2 separate regions of the Sus scrofa genome follow, and region 1 is linked to region 2. Evidence: chromatin contacts called from public HiChIP or PLAC-seq data. All regions are on one chromosome and are shown on one strand. The core of a region is the stretch at or near the end of the contact, and the rest is flanking DNA. Distances in the headings are between cores, read along the strand shown.

Evidence for each region. HiChIP or PLAC-seq counts read pairs in DNA pulled down with a chosen protein or histone mark.
Region 1: a contact with region 2 is called in an H3K27ac HiChIP or PLAC-seq map of skeletal muscle, with 2.4 times the contacts expected there. The contact joins two enhancer-like sites. A contact is called at or near these places in 2 of 47 Hi-C or Micro-C datasets (epiblast stem cells and subcutaneous adipose tissue) and 1 of 2 datasets of contacts at active chromatin or transcription factors (skeletal muscle).

The regions. Positions count from the first base shown.
Region 1 is chr4:125,162,082-125,166,238 of Sscrofa11.1, forward strand. All of the region lies in intron 1 of TGFBR3 (transforming growth factor, beta receptor III), which reads left to right. Among named protein-coding and RNA genes, the nearest start is that of TGFBR3, 27 kb to the left of the region's middle. Within about 2 kb of position 2,095, at least 26 of the 83 cell types and tissues checked have an H3K27ac peak or open chromatin away from gene starts, as enhancers often do. A contact at or near this core is called in skeletal muscle, where this site is marked.
Region 2 is chr4:125,081,576-125,085,810 of Sscrofa11.1, forward strand. No RefSeq gene overlaps it. Among named protein-coding and RNA genes, the nearest start is that of BRDT, 21 kb to the left of the region's middle. Within about 2 kb of position 2,401, at least 24 of the 83 cell types and tissues checked have an H3K27ac peak or open chromatin away from gene starts, as enhancers often do. A contact at or near this core is called in skeletal muscle, where this site is marked.

The DNA of each region.
Region 1 (4,157 bases), core at 845-3,344, 80 kb after region 2:
GTATATCTCAAAGGTGTTGCAAGGAAAACGCACATAAACACATGTAAGGGCCTTAGAGGGGGCAGGACATCCTAAATACCCCATAGATCATAATAGCGTGGTTGTCAAAGGTGCTATTTTGAAGGTAATACGGGGGAAAATGGCTAAAAGAGCTTTGGAAATTTAAAATCTCTGTACACATTCGAAGGAATATTATTTGTCTCGACCTCAGTATTTGCAGAGTTATTTTACATTTAGGGCCACTCACTGTGTTGCCACTTCCATGTCTCTTTGTGGGACTTGGCGTTAATGTCTAGGTGCCCCTCTGTCCGGAACTAGGAATGCTTTGAGGCAAAGAACATTAAGTATGGACGAGTTAGAAAATGAAATAACTTTGTATTTTCTGAATTATTTCCTTGATGTGCAATTTTAATATCGTGGAATTTCTCCGCAAGGGGATAAAACCTACTCTTTTCCATTCTTAGCATCCCAGTGTTTACAGGAAAAATGGAAAAAGTAGATAATACGAGGAGAAAAATGACAATTTTAAAGGGAAACGTTTAAAAAATAGTTGTCTACATTAATCAAATTCCATAGACGTTGTATCTTAAGCATCATGTCATCTGTGCAGAGAAGGGAGTGGATTTTGAACCTCCTTTTTTCCTTAAAGCCTATTGGCCATTCTATTGAATAGGAGGCAAAGGAAGCACATTGCTTCGTGTAAACAGCGGTTAATGCGGAGTCTTTGAAGTCTACATTGTTGAACGAGTTGCCTAAGGACAAACTTCGTATCTGTTTACGTTTCCTCTGGCCTGCAATAAACCACAGGGGTGGGAAGAACACAGAAGCATCTTACGTATAAAACATTTGGGTCCTGTTTGCAAAGCGGGTTTGATCCAAGTTTTCAGGTGTATCTTTGCATTACGTGGACGGAATTAGGGACCTTTCATCCCATTTTCCTCCCCTTGAATTGGTCTGATTGGCTCATCGTGGACAGAGACAGAAGCATCTGTGTCTGGGAAAGGTAAGCCTTCGTTTGTTTGAGTTTTAAATGATCACTTGCCTCTGGAACTGGCACTGCGACCAGAGGCTGCTATTACTTCCCGGTTGTTAACCTGCGAAGGATCTGAGAAACATTAAGTGAGGCTCCCATCCAGTTCTGTGCTATGGCTTCTTGGGCCCCAGCCAGGGTGGCTCGGTTTTGTCAGAACCAAGAAGGCCCTCCTTAGTGAATACATTCTGTTTTAGAGCTGCTTTTATCAGAAGTCACCGACCTTGAGGGTAGAGCAAAGGGACCCACCCCTGGGGGAGGTGGGCGGGGGCACATGGGTGTGCCTCCCACCTGCTCTGCTTGCATCACTGGTCCAGCAGATCTTGTGGCCTTTGGATAAGATTGCCTTGGGAAGCTGGAAGTGCAGAGTGTTGCTTCTAACTTGGAAGGACCTCTGGGACTCCAGGCCAGAATCTTGTTTGAGCTGTGTGTGTGCCTGGTGGGAGGTAGGATGTGTGTCCTGCTGTGGGGGTGGGGAGGATGGTGTCCCCCCCCACCCCTGCCCCCCGCCTCTTGGGGAAGGGAGAAAGCCTCTGATTGGTCCACGGGATTCTGAAACATCCCTTCTCAACTGCACATTCACTTCCCCAAGACCCTCCTCTTTGCCCTGAGCTGGGGCCCTGCCCTCTTGCACAGCCCCAGGGACCCTGGAAGCTGCTGGGAAGAAGTCGTCACTCTTTCTGCCCTTTACTCTTCCTCCCCTCCGCCCCAGGGGCTGAGATCTGTCAGGTGGGTCTGGGCCCCACCCAAAGTCACCTGTGTTATTTAGCAGCCTGCTGGGCAGTTCCCTCTCCAGGCGGACTCCTATCTGAAGTCCTGGCTGGCGTGGCTGCAGCTCCTGTTGACCCACTGTTCAGGAGGCCTAGGAACAGATAGACCCAGACTGTAGAACCCAAGGAAAGTTCTGGGTGACCTCTGCTATTTAGCAGCTGCTCTTAGCACCGGTCACTGTGGCAACTGGGCTCTGTTTATGAAAATGAACAAGGACCTCAGGCCCGGGGCGTCCACACCATGGACAGAGCTCCCCCTGGAACTGCGCTGCTTGCCAGATTGCCAGGGCCAAACCCAAACAAAGATGAAACCAAACAAAAGTAGCCAGGGATGTGTTCTGCCCTGGGGAGACAGGCACCACAGTTTAATGGCCTGATTATCCTTCCTTACCAAGCAGAACCGAGCCCGGGGGAGCTCATTTTGGTTATGCCAGAGGGTGACTGGGGCAGAGAGCCTGGTACGGGGCCGGATGGCTTGCTGAGCTCACCCTTGCGTTGCACAGGGCCTGGCCTTGGGCTGTGGGTTTAGAAAGACGCAGGGTTTGGTACCAAGGATCTGACTTCTTGAACATCTTATTTTAGCTCCTGCCTTTACGCAAATGTACAGCTGTTTTGGGGTCTGCGCTTTTGGAAGGAACCTTGTCTGGGGCGACAGGGGCTGCAGTTTGTCCTCTTCGAGTCCTTGCTTTCTCAGTGGTGCTCCTCGGTGTCCACAGCACCCTGGGTCGTTAGAACTCCATGCAGTGAAGAATCAGGGATGTCTTTGAGAACCCTTTGAAACCGGGCTTCCTCTGGGGGGACTGCTAGGTTCTGGGTGCCTCTAGCATCCTTAGGTATTAGGAGTCTATGGCTGGACCTTTCCAGCGTATGGGTCACTGTTAGTTCACTGAAGGACGGATGGCTGTGGAGCTGGAAGGGGCCGTAGCAACAAACCTCACTGCACTCCCTTATCTTACAGCTGGGTTCGCCAAGGCTGCCGGTCACGTGGCTGGTTTGGCAGCGCCAGAGCTAGAGCACGGGTCCCCTGATGCCATTCCCAAGCTCCCTTTTCTACACCGTGCTCGTCACTGTGACAGTCTGCCCGGCTCTGGCCGAGGCGTTGGGTGGCGGGGCGAGGGGCCGGGAGGTGGAGAGGTGGGTGCTGATGAATCAGTGCCGACAGAACAGAGATGCTCAGGAACGAGCCTTCCGGTCAGAGGGGGACTCGTCTGGTCCGTGCAAGTCGGCTTTCGCTTTACATTTCGAAACATCTGTTGGCTACATTAGTGAGGCCTCGAGGTCCCCCACCTGCTCTTCTTGGTCTGATCAGATGTCAGCAAGTTGGGGAGCGAGGGGGGTGGGGACCCGGGGTGAGGGTGCTACGGGTGGTGCCCGCGGTGAAAGGGAGGTGGGCTTGAATCCGGCTTCTTCCTGAAAGACTTGGAGTCCCTCTCTCCTCCAGCAGCCCTTACCTTGCCTTCAGCTGTGTGTCCTGGGGTTTGAACAGCTGCTGTCCCCTCATGAAGGGGGCCTTCCAGAGGGACCCTTGACTGGGGGGAAGGGAGTGAAGCTAAGCCCGTAGCTCCTCCTCTCAGGTCTCTGCAGTTACCGAGTGGCTGCCACTGTTTGTGGGTAATTATTCCTCATCCTGGCTCCTGTTGACCCACCAAACCAAGTCAGGCGGAGCTGTCCTTTAACTGAGGATAGAAGTTAAAGTATAACCACGAGTGTCCTGTTGGTTTTCATTCATGTCAGGGCTGAGCATTTGTACCCTGGGCTGTGGGTTTGATGTTTCTCTTCTCTTTTGGCTGGGATACTGGGTGACCTGTGAGTTTGGCAAACTCTTGTCCCTTGGCTGGTCAACGAAGCTGAAATAGACGAGTCGATGGCTTATGTTTGAGATTTCTTTGGGGGTGTGAGTACTGGTGCAGGTGACTCGCGTGTTGCGCTCTGAGTAATTGTCATCAGGGGAAGAAGGAAACGCTTGTCCTGCAATTGTCGTGACATTCGGGCTCCTTGGGGAAGAGACAGCCAGGGAGGGGCTTGTTAGCGGCTGCCCGGTGCTGTCAGGGGCTGTGTCAGGCTTTGAAAAGCAGACCTCAGGGTGAGCTGAAAAGCCAGGACCCTGGACTGGACAGAACCATCAACCACAAGTGTCCTGGACACTCTGAAGCTGAGCAGGTTTCTCTAATATCTACTGTCCGTTAGCCAGCGAGGTTAATAATGAGTTAGCTGGACGTCAGGGCTGCACGGGCCATAACTCACTTGCAGTCTGGATGCGGGTCAGCGGCACTGAATAGATTTATTCATTCAGGGAGCGGTAACAGCAGCCTTTGCTGCGGACCCAGCTCTGCTCAGCTTTTTTTTTTTTTTTTTGT
Region 2 (4,235 bases), core at 1,151-3,650:
TGTGCCATCCCTCTCAGTGGCAGCGGCAACTGCAGGTGCTCTGAACCCGGTGGGCGCTGGAAGAACCCTCAGGTGGAATCGTAGAAGAATCACCCGAGGGAGAAGTAAATGCATTCACTATTGCTCTTGGGTTTTCTAGGTTTGTCAAAAGCAACCACTTGGCGTACCTTTAGCACAGAAATGCGGTAGACCAGAGTTCACTTTATTCACTGCATCTTGCCATCGTGCCAAGTATTAGAAATAAGGTAGGCTTTGAGGCGGAATTCTGGGGTGGGGTCCTCGTTTAGCTGCCTAGGGTTGTGTGCTCATCAGCGAGTGATCCTGCCCTCTGAACTGGTCTTTCCTCGTGTGTAGACCGAGTGTAATAATACCTGACTCACTGAGTTGGTATGAAGATGAAGTGAGAGAGCAATTACAGAAAATAAACCGCACTGCTTACGTACAGAGTGATTGGTTTTGATCAGAGAGGTGGAGGGAGAGCACATGTTTTCGTTTGTTTTGTTTTTGCTGTTTTTACTTTTCTATTTTTTTAAGCTGGAGCTCCTGGGCTTTGTCACTGCTAGCTGTTGACCTTGGGTTACTTTATTCAAATTGCTGAGCCTCAGTTTTCTTGCCAGGGTGAAAAATACGAAGTAATCAGCAACTCATTTGTTGAAGACCAAGTGTCCAACATGTGTCTAAGTTCCTTATATAATAACTGACCGACTCTCTACATTTAGTTCTGAAATAGGTTTGTTAAAATTAGTTATTAAAATCTTGATATTGCAGAGTTAGAGAAGGCTTTACTAGTAATGGTCTAACCCTTTTGTTTTGTCAATGAAGAAAACGAACTCAAGAGTTGAGGTTGAGGAGTTCCCGTCGTGGTGCGGTGGTTAACAAATCTGACTAGGAACAATGAGGTTGCAGGTTCGATCCCTGGCCTTGCTCAGTGGGTTAAGGATCCGGCGTTGCCGTGAGCTGTGGTGTAGGTCGCAGACATGGCTCGGATCCCACGTTGCTGTGGCTGTGGTGTAGGCTGGTGGCTACAGCCCCGATTACACCCCTAGTCTGGGAATCTCCATATGCCATGGGAGCGGCCCTAGAAAAGGCCAAAAAAGACAAAAAAAAAAAAAAAAAAAGAGTCGAGGTTGAAGTGTGTGAGCTCACAGGGCTGGTTATGGGTGGAACCAAGACTAGAAACTAGCCAGTGGCTGGTTTCCAGGCAATTTCATTGTCTCAATTCCTGCAATGTCATTTCGAAGAGGTGTGAAACAGAGGGTTTTTCTTTTACTTTTCAGTCCTGTTGGAAGGGTGAGTGGGGGTGAATTGGGGAGCAGCTGGGAGAAGCAGAGTAGGGAGAGAGGATAACAGAGGTGGAAGTGGTCTTGGAGGGCTTCCTGGAGGAGGAGCGATTTGAGCTGGGTGTGGAAAAACAGCTGAGAGGTGGGAAACAAAAGGAGGAAATAGATACTAGAGAAGAAGACACTGGCAGAAATCAAAGAGCAGAGGAAAATAAGAACACAGGATTTACAGGCAGCAAAGCTCCCCGTTAAGGAGAACGTACGAGTGAGGCAGGAAGGCTGGTAGGTGGGAACCAGAGGAGAGGGACCTGGGCCACCAGGCAAGGTTTGCTCTTCGCTTTTTTTTTTTTTTTTTTTTTTTTTTTTTTTTGCTTTTTAGGGCAGTACCTACAGCATATGGAAGCTCCCAGGCTAGGGGTCTAATCGGAGCTGCACCTGCCGGTCTACACCACAGCCACAGCAAGGCGGGATCCGAGTCGCATCTGCAGCCTACACCACAGCTCAGGGCAACACCAGATCCTTAAGCCACCGAGCGAGGCCAGGGATCGAACCTGCGTCTTCATGTCCTCTCTTCGGGTAGAACCCAGGGAGATTCGGGAGCCGGTGCACACAATGGTTTGGTCCACCTGGGAAACTGCTCAGTCCTTTCCTTGATGTTTTTTTCTTTTTCTCAGCTCTGCTGCCCATGTGTTGGAAGAGAGGCAAATTATAGGACAAGCATGACTGACTGGGGAGGTTGTGCCATTTCAGGGTCAAACACTGCCAGTTTGCCTCCCAAATACTTTCTCTGTTGGCTGCCTTTCCTGATTTGGGGGTTTTAAAACATAAATGTTCATGGGGAGAAGGCATTCACCACGTTCTCTTTACCTCTCAGTAAGCGTTTATCAGATGCTGTCCCCAGAGCAGGTGAGGACGCGTGGTGGTGGCAGGAGTGGGCGACGCAGAGCGTGAAGCTGGGAGGAGCAGCTGGGCAGCTGAGCCCAAACGGGCAGAGCCCTCGGGACCCCAGGCCAGGGCGGGTCTGCCCCCCTGCGGTTGGAGCGGCACAAAGCGCTTCCTCCCTTCAGGCCAGGCAGGCGGTGGAGGAGGGAGGAGGCGCGAGGGCCTGGAAACCTCCTTCCCTTCCCGCCCGCCGAGGGCCACGCGTGGCATCTGAGCTGCCCTTCCCCGGAGTGAGAGGGAGCGTCAGAGAAGCACGAGTGGCACGCGGCAGACGGCTTTGCCCAATTGCACAACCGCGAGAGGAAACGTCTTGCATGGGCTTCGCAGGGTTCGGAGAAGGGCTCGTCGGAAGGGTCTGCTCGCCAAGGCGAGGGGTCCGCTCACCCGGCGCGGGCGGCTCCCGTCCCCGCGCCCCCGCCCGCACCCGCGCCGCCCCGGCCCCGCCGGGACCTGGCAAGTGGGGCGCAGATGCTCACACCCGGCCAGACGCCCCGCAGCCCCTCCACCTGCCGGGAGCCCCCTGCCGGCCCTGCGGCCGGGCTCACCCCTTCCGTGTCTCCCCTCGGCTCCTGGGGTGAAAAACTGTAAAGCTGGAGGCAACTAGGGCCTGTGCTTCCGGCCTCGAGCCCTCGTCCCTCCCTACCCGCTTTGCTCGCTGGGATCCGGCGGTACCGACCCTCAGTCCGTTTTTCCAGCGCCATAGCCCTCTCCTTGCTGCTCCCTGGGTCTGGAATGTTCTTCCTGCCTCCACCCCCACCCTTCTCTTCCCCTACCCCTTCTTCACCCCCCGCCCCGTACAAGAATCACACACTTCCTTAGGGACGCTGTCCTGACGTCGCCCCTGCGCCCCCATCCTTCTCCCCTATTTTCAGTGTTACAGCGCTGTGTACGTTTTCTGCCTAGTCCTTCTGAGAGTTGTGATGGTATATGTAGTGATTTTTATATTATATGTTTGCGTGTATATACACACACACACACACAGTTAGTGGGATTATTTGATTAATTTCCCTCGCTACTCAGCTTATATCATCCTGTTCAGGTGGTGTCCTTAGCACCCAGCCACCCTTGGCCTGTGACGGGGTCCCATTGTATGTTGGCTGAATAGACGAAATGAGTGAACATGTGTTGCCACCAAGAGCAGAGTCGCCAGGTGAGGTCTAAGGGCTGTGGGGATGGGTCTCTCCTATGCGGCTCCTCACGGTTTCACACGTGGTTGGTAATGACATTGAGTCTGAGTGTCGGCCCTGCAGGATGCTGATTCCCAGAGCACAGAAGGGGGACTAATGGTCCCTCTCATTTTCGCTTGTGAACGTCAGTTCCCACCCCCAAACAGGAGAGGAATTCTTGCCAGCCCCAGGAGGGATGGAGTTGCTTTGGTGACAGCCACTGGCAGGCTAGATGTCTCTGAGCCCAGAGAAGGGTTTCTAGAGCATCCCCAGCCCCCACACTCAGGCCTAAGCCATGCGCACTGGTTACTTGAGACTGTGTTTGGCCTTCCTGAAAGAAGCCACTTCTAGGGGTTAAGCTGGGTAAACTACCAAAAAGACATTATTTTCGGGAAAGCCAGTAACTTGTCTCAAATGTGGTTCAAATGTTTTTTTCTTTTGAATATGAAGTCTCCAATACGTGTCTCCAGTCCTCAAGAGTGATGAAAATATGGTGTACATCTGTACATTTGTCTTCTCATGGCTTGTGTTTAATTATCCACAAAGAAAAAAATTCACAAGATGTTTCATGGTCTTCTCTTTTAAGTGCCAAAACAGGAACTTCTGAGGCTTTGATAGAATTGGTTGCAATCCCTTTGAAAGTTTTATTAATGTAGCCAGAATATGTTTTTAATCTTTCATATTCTGATCACTGAAACGTATTTTCTACGTTCACGCACGCTTGTTTCTACCATATTTTAAGTAAAGAAGGAGTGAGCAGGTCTGACCTTGTAAAATATATTGATTTTTTTTTTACAGTGCAGAACAATGATGATTGATTGATGAATAAACTATTAAATCAGAGGAT